Regions from separate parts of the Mus musculus genome. Here all the other regions are linked to region 1. The links are chromatin contacts, called in public HiCAR-type, HiChIP or PLAC-seq and promoter capture Hi-C maps. All regions are on one chromosome and are shown on one strand. The core of a region is the stretch at or near the end of the contact, and the rest is flanking DNA. Distances in the headings are between cores, read along the strand shown. Region 1 holds the start of Cln8 (CLN8 transmembrane ER and ERGIC protein). Region 2 overlaps Dlgap2 (DLG associated protein 2). Region 3 overlaps Dlgap2 (DLG associated protein 2). Region 4 overlaps Dlgap2 (DLG associated protein 2).

What was found. Promoter capture Hi-C pulls out the DNA fragments that hold promoters and counts their contacts. HiCAR-type assays count read pairs that join an accessible place to other places. HiChIP or PLAC-seq counts read pairs in DNA pulled down with a chosen protein or histone mark.
Region 2: a contact with region 1 is called in a promoter capture Hi-C map of Sertoli cells, with 9 times the contacts expected there. The contact joins the enhancer-like site here to the promoter of Cln8 in region 1. A contact is called at or near these places in 7 of 39 promoter capture datasets (the 3T3-L1 cell line, Sertoli cells, cancer-associated fibroblasts and 3 more), 1 of 15 datasets of contacts at CTCF or cohesin (stem cell-derived epiblast-like cells), 9 of 484 Hi-C or Micro-C datasets (the C2C12 cell line, the HL-1 cell line, adipose-derived mesenchymal stem cells and 4 more), 13 of 115 datasets of contacts at active chromatin or transcription factors (the NIH/3T3 cell line, embryonic basal ganglia, embryonic forebrain and 8 more) and 2 of 9 other capture datasets (adipose tissue and embryonic stem cells).
Region 3: a HiCAR-type map of astrocytes shows a contact between it and region 1, with 2.8 times the contacts expected there. The contact joins the enhancer-like site here to the promoter of Cln8 in region 1. A contact is called at or near these places in 2 of 39 promoter capture datasets (both in embryonic stem cells), 1 of 15 datasets of contacts at CTCF or cohesin (the NIH/3T3 cell line), 1 of 484 Hi-C or Micro-C datasets (cortical neurons), 9 of 115 datasets of contacts at active chromatin or transcription factors (the NIH/3T3 cell line, astrocytes, embryonic basal ganglia and 5 more) and 2 of 9 other capture datasets (adipose tissue and pancreatic islet).
Region 4: a contact with region 1 is called in an H3K27ac HiChIP or PLAC-seq map of VIP interneurons, with 10 times the contacts expected there. The contact joins the enhancer-like site here to the promoter of Cln8 in region 1. A contact is called at or near these places in 2 of 39 promoter capture datasets (cranial neural crest and embryonic stem cells) and 11 of 115 datasets of contacts at active chromatin or transcription factors (the NIH/3T3 cell line, VIP interneurons, astrocytes and 6 more).

Annotation. Positions count from the first base shown.
Region 1 is chr8:14,887,044-14,890,120 of GRCm38.p6, forward strand. It overlaps Cln8 (CLN8 transmembrane ER and ERGIC protein), which reads left to right and starts at 1,493. Exons shown (of 3, transcript NM_012000.3): 1 at 1,493-2,075.
Region 2 is chr8:14,356,640-14,359,813 of GRCm38.p6, forward strand. All of the region lies in intron 3 of Dlgap2 (DLG associated protein 2), which reads left to right. Among named protein-coding and RNA genes, the nearest start is that of Gm26184, 85 kb to the left of the region's middle. Within about 2 kb of position 1,407, at least 4 of the 459 cell types and tissues checked have an H3K27ac peak or open chromatin away from gene starts, as enhancers often do. A contact at or near this core is called in Sertoli cells, where this site is marked.
Region 3 is chr8:14,320,342-14,323,552 of GRCm38.p6, forward strand. The region is part of intron 3 of Dlgap2 (DLG associated protein 2); the gene reads left to right. Among named protein-coding and RNA genes, the nearest start is that of Gm26184, 49 kb to the left of the region's middle. Within about 2 kb of position 1,545, at least 49 of the 459 cell types and tissues checked have an H3K27ac peak or open chromatin away from gene starts, as enhancers often do. A contact at or near this core is called in the NIH/3T3 cell line, astrocytes, embryonic fibroblasts and 1 more, where this site is marked.
Region 4 is chr8:14,117,201-14,120,279 of GRCm38.p6, forward strand. All of the region lies in intron 1 of Dlgap2 (DLG associated protein 2), which reads left to right. Among named protein-coding and RNA genes, the nearest start is that of Dlgap2, 23 kb to the left of the region's middle. Within about 2 kb of position 1,256, at least 2 of the 459 cell types and tissues checked have an H3K27ac peak or open chromatin away from gene starts, as enhancers often do. A contact at or near this core is called in VIP interneurons, where this site is marked.

The sequences.
Region 1 (3,077 bases), core at 243-2,742:
CATTTTGCTACCAGGAAATGAGGGTTAAATTAACCCCCCCCCCCACCTCCATTAAAGTCATTCCAGTTTGCCTTCTCCAAACGGCCTATGACACAGTAACAGAGGGCAACTGCCTGAGACTAACAGTCGAGGTCATAGTGCCTGGGACAGGCAACTGTAACATCTGGATGGATGAGTGAGCTGTGTGGTGTGGGAACCTGACACAAGAGAGGCTTAAGGAGGGCTTAGAGGAGACATCCAGCCAGGCTGGCCAGATGGAAACAGTGCCTGGGGTGCAAACTTGCAGGTGATGATGCAGGAACTGCGGTCAGATAGGAAAGGTGTGTTTGTAAACAGTCTAACCCAGGCTGACCTTAAAATCAACTCCTTCCCTGAAGATGACCTTTAACCCCTGACCTTCCTATCTCCACCTGGCCAAAGGTCAGTATTACTAAACGCTGTTTACACACCCAGATCTCTCTTGTTATTTTGACACAGGGTTTCAAGCAGCTTAGGGTGGTCTTGAAACTATGTTATTGCTCATACCAGCCAAGTGGAAAAACTAAGGTGCCAACCATGGACTCTGGGGTGCACCAAATATTGATGAAACCTCAGGAAAATAACAGAACTTGAACGTCGGTGTAAAATCTTTGCTGTAAAGGGACCCTTATCACAAGTCACAGGGGCACAGGGCTGAAGTCACAGCTCATTAGCCATTCTATCCATCTTGTGTGATGTTTCTCAAAGGTATTTCTGCAGGTGGCCTGGTTAACTATGTTGCAATTCCTGGGTGTTCAGAGACAATATCAGAACCAGGAGGGTGGGTATGTACAGGACGCTATTCCTTCTAGTCTTTTAAACCAGCTATCTTGTTAATTATCAAGATATGGTATGATAAAGGGCTCTAGGGAGGACTCTGTTATGTGGCCACCTGTCTGCAATCCAGGGTAGGGTGGGCAATTGCCCTGTCTAGATAAGGGCCAGGCAATTGCAAGCACCTGACTAGCAGACATTGCACAAGGAGTGCTGAGGCCAGACGTGAATCCCGAGCCAGGTTGGTTTTCCTGCTATGCTAGGTAGATGAGGGTACTAAGTGCTGATTATCTGCTCAGAGAGAGGGGACTGATTCCGCACCTCTCACCGCTACCCTACCAGCCCCGCTTGGTTAGTAGGTACATGGAATGGGTCGGGAGGTCTTTGCTCTTCTCATAATGCTGGCTCTGAATTAGCTTCGGCTCTTAGCAGGAGCACAGGGTAGCTCTGCACACGCCTCACAGCCACCTTTTCCTAAGGGACCGTAAGCCCGAACTGTACTTGTGCAGACAGGAGCTGGTTACCACCGCCTGGAAGACAATGCTGCTGTAGCAAGGGACACAGTGCGGTCCATTTTGTCGGCCTGAGCAAGTTTTTCGACTCCATGCAGTCGCCTGGAGCTCTGGCAGCACCAACCAGGAGACGCGTGCGCTTGCGTTTCACCTCTGCGCTCTGACGTCAGAGGCCTTAGGGACTTAGGAAAGAGGGAAGGGACAGGGAGTGAAGGGGTGTACGTAGGAGGGTCTTGGGGGACGGTCCACACAGAGGATCGTGGAAGGTCAGTTGGGGTGGGGGTTGAGGAATTCCTCCACTGATCCCTCCGTACCACTCTTAAGGTCCCAGCACCAACTTGAGCTACGATAGTCAAATCTAGCATAGCGCGCTGCGAACTGTGTAGCCTGCTCCAGGCACCCCCATGGCGCTGGATGGGATGATCCTACCCCAACTCGTGCCCCCCGAGTCTACCTTGGTAGCGTCCTAGGGAGGCGAGGCTTAGGGCTTCAGCAGTGCGCGTGCGCAGTGGATAGTGTTTGCTCAGCGCGCGACACTGTCGTGGGTGATTTCTCCGGTGCTAGGGGCGGGATGGCCTGAAAGCGGGGTGCCCAGCTGAGGCGGGGACACAGATGGGCGTGGGGCCCTAGTCTCCAGTGCCACTCAGCGACCGGTATTCTATCTGGCTCCGGTCACGAGGTGTGTCTACGGCTCAGGAGCTCCTGGGACAGCGAGTCTAAGCAGCTGATGGACCAAGAGGCGGCGCCCCCCTTCTGCTCACCTGAATGCAGGTGAGACGTGAAGGGCACCCTGTATACACCTGCCTGCAGCAGCGCAGTCTTTGCTTGGCCACCCGAGGAGGAAGCATTCCATTTGGTGTATAGGTCCTGGGCCACCGTGGGCGCGGGTGGACGATTCAGACTGGGTCCGACTGGATAGGTCGACCTGGGTCGCAAGAGAACTTGGGGCAGCAAAGTGATGGACCACGGTCGCTGGGCTAGGTCTGTACAGTGCTAGGGGATGAGGAACTTGAGTGTGGATCATCATGGGACCAGAGGGTGAAAGGCGATGTTGGTCAGATCTCCGCGAGGTAGGACTGGGTGGTGTCAGCACTTAGTGAAGGGGAGCGGGAATAGGAAGGACCCCTAGCTCTCAGCACACCGTGGGAGGTCCTGGGGCTAGGGTGCTGCTGCCTTAGAAAAGGGTGCCTAAGCCCTTTTAGAAGGCTTTCAGAGTCGTCGGAATGACAGAGTAGGTGGCTGCTCCTAAGTACTGTTTGAATTCATGTCGGTATCGATATTTGTTTTCTGACCGTGTTTATGTATGAAATCTGTAGCTATACACTGGACTTGTTCCCGTGTTTTGTATTTTTTTATTTAAACTTTTCTCTAGGAAGAGTGGGAAAGGCTATGATTAAGGAAACCTCAGATATTCTGAAAATATGAGATTCCACTACACCCACCCAAGCTCTGGTAGACCCGCCCTAGCCTCTAGGTGCTAGTTGTTATGGAAACAAAGCTCCTAGACCTTGAAAGCTCTCCCTGTGCTATTCAGGACCGAATCTCTTCGGATAGTGAGAATCTGGAGAATCCGGCTAGGATAGTTAGTGGATAGGTAAATAAGTCCCAGTAGTGTTTCTCTTAGGCCACTGAGAACCACGTGGGACAGGATTAGTGAGGGGCATGCCCGATGTGCTGCAAAAGGCAAAGGCAGAGTAAACAGCTGCCGTGTGTTTATTCCTTTCTGTTAATAAAAAGGAAACGTTTTATCTAGAGAAAGACTGACTCAGCATG
Region 2 (3,174 bases), core at 157-2,656, 530 kb before region 1:
CTTTTTTCTTTTCTGGGAAATTGAACTCAGGTACTCAAGCCTGTGCAGTAAACACTTTACAAACCGAGCAGATCCTACAACCCATATCATGAAGAGCTCAAGGCAGGTGCTTCACCCACCCCTTGGAGCTGGAGCCTGACCTGTGAGCTCCACTGTGTGCTCTGCGGGGCTGTGCATCTGTTTTTACCTCTGAGTCCCTGCTCCCGTTTTCACATCATGCCTTGTTGTCCGTGAACCAAGTTTCCTCCCTTAACATACCTGCTGCTTTTTATGTTCTGAATTTTAAAACAGTTTGAAGAAACTTGTGTGAATACAGTAATAAATCTGACCAGAGTGGTTACAGTTGTGGGTAGATGGAGACCTACATTCCCATTGATTTCTTTAGTTTCCCTTTTGAGTGGGCACCATGGCCTCAAGGTGTATGCATCTGTATGTCCATAAACCTGAGAAGCTTATAAGGGAGTAAAAGAGCTGTGAACTACTATGTTAGTAACTTTGCTATTGCAGTGGGGGAAACAGCATAGCTAAGGATACATATACATACATATATATAATATGTAATTTAAATATATATTTAAATATAAATATACATGTACACATATATACATGTATACATATGTATACATGATATATAGAATATATGTATATATAATTTAAATATTATAAATATACACATGCATACACACACATATATGTATACTGTATGATGTACATGTATATACATATGTGTGTATATATGTGTGTGTGTGTATATATATATATGTGTGTGTATATATATATGTGTATATATATATATATATATGTATATATATATATAAAATTTAATTGGGCATATATATGGTTTCGGTGGGTCAGAATCTGTGATGGTGGTGCAAAGGCATGGCAGCAGGACCAACTGAGAGCTCACATCTTTTGACACAACCACAAGGTAGAGAGGGAACACTGGGAAGGACATCAGGCTTTTAAGAGCTCAAAGCCCACCCCCAGTAACACACCTTCTACGCCAAGGCCACACCTCCTAATCCTTCCCAAAAAGTTCCACCAACTGGAGACCAGGTATTGAAAGCTATGAGCTGCGGGGGCCATTTCCCCTCCAATCACACAGCTGTGTTGCTAGGCATGATGATACAGATGTCTCCTCTCTTAACCATGGAGCTGTGTCTTTTCTGCCACCCCAGTGGAAGCTCTTCAGGGTCTCAGCTGGGTTCTTCTGTCAGAAACGCGATCAAATAGTTTCTGCCTTTTGTTCTCTGGGGCTCTAGGTAACCCTAGACCTCTCTGAGTATTCACTGTTGAAGTAACTTTGTCCCCTAGATGGAGCCGTGCACCCGCATTGCAAGGCAGAGACAGATGTTTTGCTGGGGCAAAAGAAGTATGTAGTCCTGCTCTGCCTTGGAGTGGAAAATCCTTCACTATCTGCAGGGCTGCAGGGAGCTGGCACCAGCTTTCTCATGGGGGCTGATCAAGTATACAGGGATACAAAGATAGGAGCTCTCACTGCCTCAAAACAGGGACAACATCAGTCTAGAGTGTGGTCTGTCTCAAGGTCACAGCTCCCATGGAAGAAAATCCATATCATGACTTCTGTAGATCTGAGGACAGCTCCTAGAGGTATCATGAAAGACATACTGGCACAGGGCCTTCACAGAATGTAATTTTTGATACTTTAATATTTAGCAAAAAAAAAGGAGAGAATTGTTTATATCTTGTAAACATGAACTGTCAAAGGACAGCTTCAGGCTTGTCACCCTTTTCTCAAGGGCTATGTAGCTGGTGGGAGGAAAGGCATGAGTCTGAGCTCAGGGGAGTAGGGCTGTGTCTGTGGAGGCGTTTACTGTGACATCCCCAGGTGGGGTCCCCAGTAGGTGAAGGCTGAGAGTGTGTGCAGCCTTAGTTCACATGTAGGCAGGGGCTGGATACAGAAGCAAGCCTGTGCCTTCACGATAGCACATACACACACACACACACACACACACACATACATATGTACATACATACACACATACATACATTTGTACATATGCATACACACACATATACATATGTACATATATACACACATTATATACAGAAGATACATATACATACACATATACATATACAGAAGCGAAGTTCAGAAAGAAGCAAAGTAATGGGAATTCTGACTGAGAGGCCAGACAACAGTTGGGCCATCTCTCCAGGATCTTGAAAACTTGCAAGTGCTCTCCTGGATTGATAAAGGCCAAAATACAAGTGGTGGCTATCATGAACCTGGGGAGAGTTGGTATCTGGAAAGCTGTGGGTGCTGAAGGCCATGGGGGGGGGTTCAGACTGTAACCCCACTGTGACTGCATACCTGCTGATAAGGCCCATGAGGAAGAGGCTGGTGAAGCGACTGCCACCAGTGGAAAGTCGGTGCTATACCTTGTGGGTGTAGCTGATCCCCAGGAAGTGACAGTGAATGGAAAATACCTGATTAGTGGCAGAGAGAAGGAAGGCCAGGAGTGCCACAATAGAGGAAGGGATGGAGCAGAACAGGTAAGACCCTCAGATGACCGTGACTGGCTTGAGTGGATTGAGATCAGTTGTGAGTAGAAGGATGGTTAGTGTGTTGGGTTGTTGTTTTAGTGTTCTTCTGTGAACAGACACCATGACAGGGGCTACTCTTATAAGGACAACATTTAATTGGGGCTGACTTGCAGGTTCAGAGGTTCAGTCAATTATCATTGAGGCAGGAGCATGGCAGCATCCAGGCAGGCATGGGGCTGGAGGAGCTGAGAGTCCTACCTCTTGTTGCGAAGGCAAACAGCAAAAGACTGGCTTTCAGGCATCTAGGATGAGGGTCTTAAAGCCCACCCCCACAGTGACACACTTCTTCCAACAAGGCCACATGTGCTAACAATGCCACTCCCTGGGCCAAGCATATTCTAACCACCACAGTTGCCAATGGTGAGTTAAGCAAGCCTCCGTGTGGGCACCTATTACCTGTGTTTTGGGTACCTAGAAGAAGAAATGCCTCTTGGCCTCTTTTTAGGAAGCTATAGTATAGAATAGTAGAGTATAAAATAGGAAGGAGGTAGACTTAAGGCCTGCTTCGGTGACAAGTCAGAGAAGATAAGTGTAGAAGAAGAAGGCCGGAGTTTAGCTGGAGGAGAGCTACGTAAAGTGTAACTACTGGTGGTAGGTCTCACAGTG
Region 3 (3,211 bases), core at 295-2,794, 570 kb before region 1:
CCAAATCAACCCATTAGTCCATCTTCACAACAAGCACTGTGCCTGCCCAGGTGAACCCACTCCCCTCCCATGTCCTTGGTATCCTCAGATGCATTGTGACTAGTTCCACGAATCCCACTGGTGTGGATCTCGACTCTGAGGGTACTTTACAGCACGTGTGTATTTGGCACAGTTTCAGAGATGTTCTTCTAAGGGCTGAGGACCATCTCATTGCATGTGTGTCTTCTGTTTGTCCCTCCACCTCTTAATGAGCAGGTTGGATTTTCTGCCTCTGCCTATTGTGAGTCTGGTATCTGCAAATACCAGAGCAAGCAAGGCTTCCCGTCTCCTCCAAGGCCGGTAATCAGCGGATCAGCAGTAACCCTGCACTTGACTTTTGGAGGATCAGTCAGGTTTTTGGTTTTTTGTTTTGTTTTGTTTTGTTTTGTTTTGTTTTGTGATAGATTTCATGGCTATGTTGTACCCCTATTCTGAGTAAGTGGGGGCCCTTTTTTCCCCTCTACATCCTTACCAACTCTTTAGCTTCTGTCCCCTTTTTCCCACAAGACCCATCACAAGGGCATGTCTTTGATGTGAATTTCCCTAATGACCAGTGATGCTGACAGACACTTAGTGGGCTTGTTGAACATCTGTCTGTCTTTGGAGACATGTCTACTCAAGTGTCTGTTTGTGAATAGATTGGTCTGCCATTTACTCGCAGGGACCTTTTATTTAATGTGAATAGCAATCTCCCCTCAGCTCTCTACTTTGAGAACATTTTCTCCCAATTTGAGGGCTGCCTTTTCACGAGAAGTTTTGAGTGTTGACAGTACGTCTGAATCCAGGAGTCTTAAAACCTGTTTCTTCTCTGCTTGTCTTCTCAGACAGACTAAACCCTGTGTTCCCACACCCACCACCATGCCTTGGCAGTGGATGGCCTCACGGACAGGTGCTCACTCCCCAGCTCCTGTGTGCTTGGTTGAGTGGTTAGCTCTGCTCTGCAGTCGACATGCTGCCTCATGCTCTCTTGCATGAGTAACTATATCTCAGTTTCCTCCCTCGGCATAGGGGGTGGTAACTCACCCGCCCATAGCATGATTGTTTCAGCTAATGATCTAGTGCACATAAATCCCTCAGAACAGACTCAGTGGTCAGGAAGCCCGCCGCTGGCTTTACTATTTCTGTTTCCAGCTGGGCTAAAGTGTTCGGTTTTTCATTGCTTCTTATATCGGATTCCTTTTTCTGCAGCTACAAGAAACTGTTTCTAAGTCAAGCAAGGCTTCAAATGATGGCTCTGTGCCTTGCAACATGCTGTGAATTGTCAGGAAAGAGCTTGTAAAGAGTTTTTATGAAGTGAGAGAAACTGTTTCTTTGTAAGGAAAAAATATAGCCTTATAAAGAAAACCAATTGTGTTTCTTGACAGATGCGGAAGTGGGAAGGCTTGGGAAAGTGCAGGTCTCTGCTACAAAGTAAAATTCTCCCAACAGAATTCACCAAGCTGAATAGTTTCGGGTCTGATACCCACAGGAATGTACAGGCTCTGCTGCCTACTTCAAAGGCTCAGTGTGAACATAGGAGGCCTCCTTCAAGCCCTGTGGACGGCTGCTGGCCACAGCTGGTTGCGATTGTGCCCAGCTTAGTGGATCATCAGCTCTGCTCTGCAATCACACTCGGAGACTTTGTAAGGAGAGGATTTTTGTTTTGCTTTGTTTTTACATTCACATTCTTTTTGTGAGCTTTTACACAGAGTAACTGCCTTTACCAAGTTATTTCCTTTTTTTTTCATATGAATGCAGTGTTTTCCTCTTTCTATATCTGACCTCTTTTTTTTTTTTTTTTTTTTTAAGATGATGGGTTCTTTGGAAAATGAAAGTCATTGTTCATTTCTAATGGGGCCCAGCATCACTGTGTGCTGGCTTAAGTGTTTGACTACTTAGTCATACAGTTCAGGGTTGACATTTAGATTTTTATTCACTTTAAAAATCAGACTGGAGCTGGGGTGATGGCCCTGTTGGTGAAGACCTTACTGAATGAGCACGGGGGCCTAGGTTTCATCCTCGGTATTCATGGAAAATCTGGAATGCAGGCATAGGCGTGGAATCTCAGACCTGGGTTGGCAGAAGCAGGTGGATCCCTGGGATTTTCTAGCGAGCCAGCATAGCCCGGTAAGCGAGTTCCAGGTCAGTGAGAGACCCTGTCTGAAGAAACAAGGTAGATGAAACCTAAGGAATAACACCTGAAGTTAGCCTCTGACCTTCTCACACGTGTCTGCACACTTACACACATGCAAACACACACACACACACACACACACACACACACACACACACACACAAAAGACATTGATGCATAGATCTTTGAGCACCTAGAATTAGTGTATTGGAGGCAATATGGTTCTGATTCCTGGGTAATCCATGTGGAATGCCAAGGTGCAGACATCTCAGGGGCTCACATCCTTGCTTCTTGGTAGTTGGGAAGCTGCAGGTCCTAAGAGGTAGTACTTATTATCCCTGGAGTGGTTCAACATGAGGGTGTGTTCTCTCCAGATGTTTTTATCTAACAGAGTCTCTGCAGAAGATGCCAAATGTATAGAACCTGTATCAGTGGTCCTTTCGGTCGTTTTGTGCAGTGTCTGAGATGTAGAAGTTGTGTATCTGTTGCCATTACATCAGGAAGCCACTGGCAGGGCTAGTGCATTTGAGAAATGCTAGAAGAAATGTCCTTAAATACAGATGTAGGCATACTGGCTTATAGCCTAAATTTGCCACTGTCCAACCTGGAGATGATGTTAACCTTGCTCTCCCATGTCCCCAGATTTACATTAGTCAGCTGTGCGGGATGGTTGGAATCTCTCCTGACTTTGTATCCAGGAATCCTAGGATATACCTGCTTTCATGTTCCTTCTGTGAACAATATCTAGTAAGTGCTTTCAACCATGCAACTTAGGAGGATCACAGAGTGCCTGCCCCCACCCCTACAGTTCAGGCTGTAGGACTGGATGGTTTCATTCCCAGGGAGCCTCCAGCAGCTCATCCTGTTGTTCTAGATGGCCCAAGGACACAGACCAAACTACTAGGCTGGGATTGATATGCTGTTTTGGAAGGTCCACTGAGAAAGGACCAACAATATTCATGAAGACAGTTCTCACAGCTCTGTTAGTACCCAGGGGCAAAGGCATGAGGTACACAGCATCCCTCTCAATATGCTGACGCCTCTTTAGGACAGAGCATG
Region 4 (3,079 bases), core at 6-2,505, 770 kb before region 1:
TATTTCCTTGCAAAACCTAATCTTGCCTCTAGACTGCTTCCCACAAAACAGCAGAACAGGCGGCAGTAGCTCTTGTTTCCCTACTGCTTAATTTTAGGTGGATTGAGTGAAAGAATTTAAAGATAACATGAAATATAGGATTGTGTGCTTTGTGAGAGAAGTTTACCTATTTGCTCATATATTTAAGGAAAAAAATGCAACTGTGCACAAGGAATTAGAGTGGAAAGAGAGAATGCCTTACTCTGCTTCTCTGCCACCCCAAGGCGGGTGAGTACAGTTAGGACATCGTAACAGAGTGGAATTTCCCACCTCCACTGCAGACGACAACTCCCTGCATCGTCATCTCACATCCTAGAGAGTCTGTCTGGACCAGCTTCATTGCCCGTGACCCATGGCTTACGTGGTGTGCTAGCTAAGTTGTATGTTAACTCGACACAAGCTAGAGTCATCAGAGAGGAGGGAGCCTCCATTGAGCAAATGCCTCCAAAAGAATGGGCAGCAGGCAAGCCTGTAGAGCGGTTCCTTAATTAGCAATTGATGGGGGAGGGCCCAGTGTATGTGGGTGGAGCCATCCTTGGGCAGGAGGTCCCGGGTTCTATAGGAAAGCAGGCTGAGCAAGAGCAAGCGGTCAAAGAGCAAGCCAGTGAGCAGCACCTCTCCAGGTTCTCTGTCCTGATTGAGTTCCTGTCCTGACTTCCTTTGATGATGAACAGCAACGTGGATGTGCAAGCTGAATAAACCCTTCCCTCCTCATGTTGCTTTTGTCATGGTGTTTTACCACGGCAGTAGTGACCTAACTAGGACACAAGGGGACTCTTCACTCCTACTGCTGCGTTACTTGTTTTGTGGGCTTGGAAGCACACCAGAGGTATGCGCCTATACCCCGAGTTCAGCCTTGTATGCTCACGGCTTGCCTTGCTGGTGACTGCTTCTGAGTGTGGGTCTGTCTCCTCAGGGCAACCCCCTGCCTCCTCACCAGGGTGTTTCTGGTGTCAGCTGCTCAGCCTGTCACTGGGTTACTGCTTTTAGTCTCTCCCTTGGCTAACTCGCTAGCTCCAGCAGTGAGTTCCACCTTTATTTCTTATCCTGGCCACTCTAGGCATTGTCACCCGACAGCCAGCCTGTGTGTGGAGAGATGCTAGCTCCTCTGAGCTCACTGAACTTCCAGTTTCTCTCTGCAGCCCAGCATTCTCTATGGCGGATGCTATGCACGGTATGTTTAGCAGTCGCAGTTAATTCTGGTGCTTTTGCTGTAGCCTGGACATCAGAAATAAGTACATCTGTTCACATTGTACTCGCTGAATATGGCAGAGCTGCCCAGCGCATGGTGGCACATGGTTTCTGTCTCACATAGATCCCTGGAATGCCTAAGGGTGTTTCTTCTTTCCTTCTGCCAATTCCTCTTCCTTTTCCCTTCTCTCTATCCCTCTTTCATCTCACTGGCTATCCAGGGTTGATCTTGAACCCACAATCCTCCTGCCTCAGATTCCTCACTACTGGGATTACAGGTATATGTCACTCTGTCCAGCTTCTTGGATTTCTTGCCTGTTACAGTTATCCCAAAGGCCCAGGGAGATAGTTTATACTTCTCAGATATGGATCTCTGGACTTTCCTTCCTTCCTTCCTTCCTTCCTTCCTTCCTTCCTTCCTTCCTTCCTGACAGGTTTTGATAGATCACTAGGCCTGAGCTTTTTCAACACTTCATGTCCTTTCTGGTCATCTGTTTTATTTCTTGAGTCTGCCCCTTTCTGTCTGTATTGATGTCAGGCTTGCAGTAGTACTGTGGAATAGCAAGAGTGGAGGGCTAGTTTCTGATCGTGCCAGCCGTTCCCTCTGTTAGAAGGTCTAGCCCGGTTATTGAATTCTAAGATCATTTCCCCTCTGTTGCCCCTGTCCCCTCTGGAGAGCTTGGTGACGCTGTCACCTATTTCTTCACTTCCAGTTTTCTTTTTTCTGGTCAGGAGTACTCATGCTCTCATGTGAAGCCTGCTATCCTCCTGCTGTGGAGTGTGCTATGTGGACATTCCCGCTGTGCCTTTTTTCTATTTTCTGGTAGATTTTGTTAACATTATGACCTTCCAACATATCAATTAAAATTCCAGTCTCAACTGTTTCGTTTAAATTTCCATTGCTCCGCCCCCATATCTTTTTAAGGTGGCACGATATTTTCTCAGCTTTCTCTGTACAAAGTTGTCTTATCACTTGCTGTGTGATTGTCTGCCTTTTCTTTTTCTTTTTTAATATTTATTTATTGTTATTATATCTAAGTACACTGTAGCTGTCTTCAGATACACCAGAAAGAGGGCATCAGATCTCATTACAGATGGTTGTGAGCCACCATGTGGTTGCTGGGATTTGAACTCAGGACCTTCAGAAGAGCAGTCGGTGCTCTTAACCACTGAGCCATCTCTCCAGCCCCTTGTCTGCCTTTTCTATGGAAACTTTTAGGATTCCCTTTGGCTTCCCTTTACAGAAGGGTGGTTGGTTGCATTCACTTAGGCTCTAGCTGTATCTTGTCATGTGGGCTAAATTTTTTAAGATGTCTGGACAATTAGCACACCATATTGTGATAGAGCCTAAACCCTGAGTTCAAGTCTTCGTTTAGAGGGATTGCCGTTGTTTTAAAGGGGAAGGTGATTGTAGTGCTTACGGGAGGGGCTGTGAGGTGGGAGGTGCCAGGCAAGGGGTGTTTCAGATGCCTGTCTATGAACGCTGATAGGCATTCTGTGGGTGCTGCTGTAGCTACGCTCTGCTCTCCCAACTCGGGCTCTCCACCTGTTGCCTACGTTTTTGAGCAGCTGGGGCAGGCATTCTGGCATCTGCACAGTTACTGCTCTTCCAGCCTCACAGATTACTTCCTGTCTTATCCTTCCACTTGATGTATTCTGCGGATGAGTTGAACCTAATGACACCGTGTGTCTTACCCACTCCCCTCCTTTCATCTCCACGGTTTGCTTTCTTTTTAAACGCCTTCGCTGCCCCTTAATTTGATCTCGGAAGGAAGAGAAAGGTAAATCTATCTGGCCACCCCAACACCTCCCGCGAGACATAGCATAGAGCTTTATTTTATCATAGCTT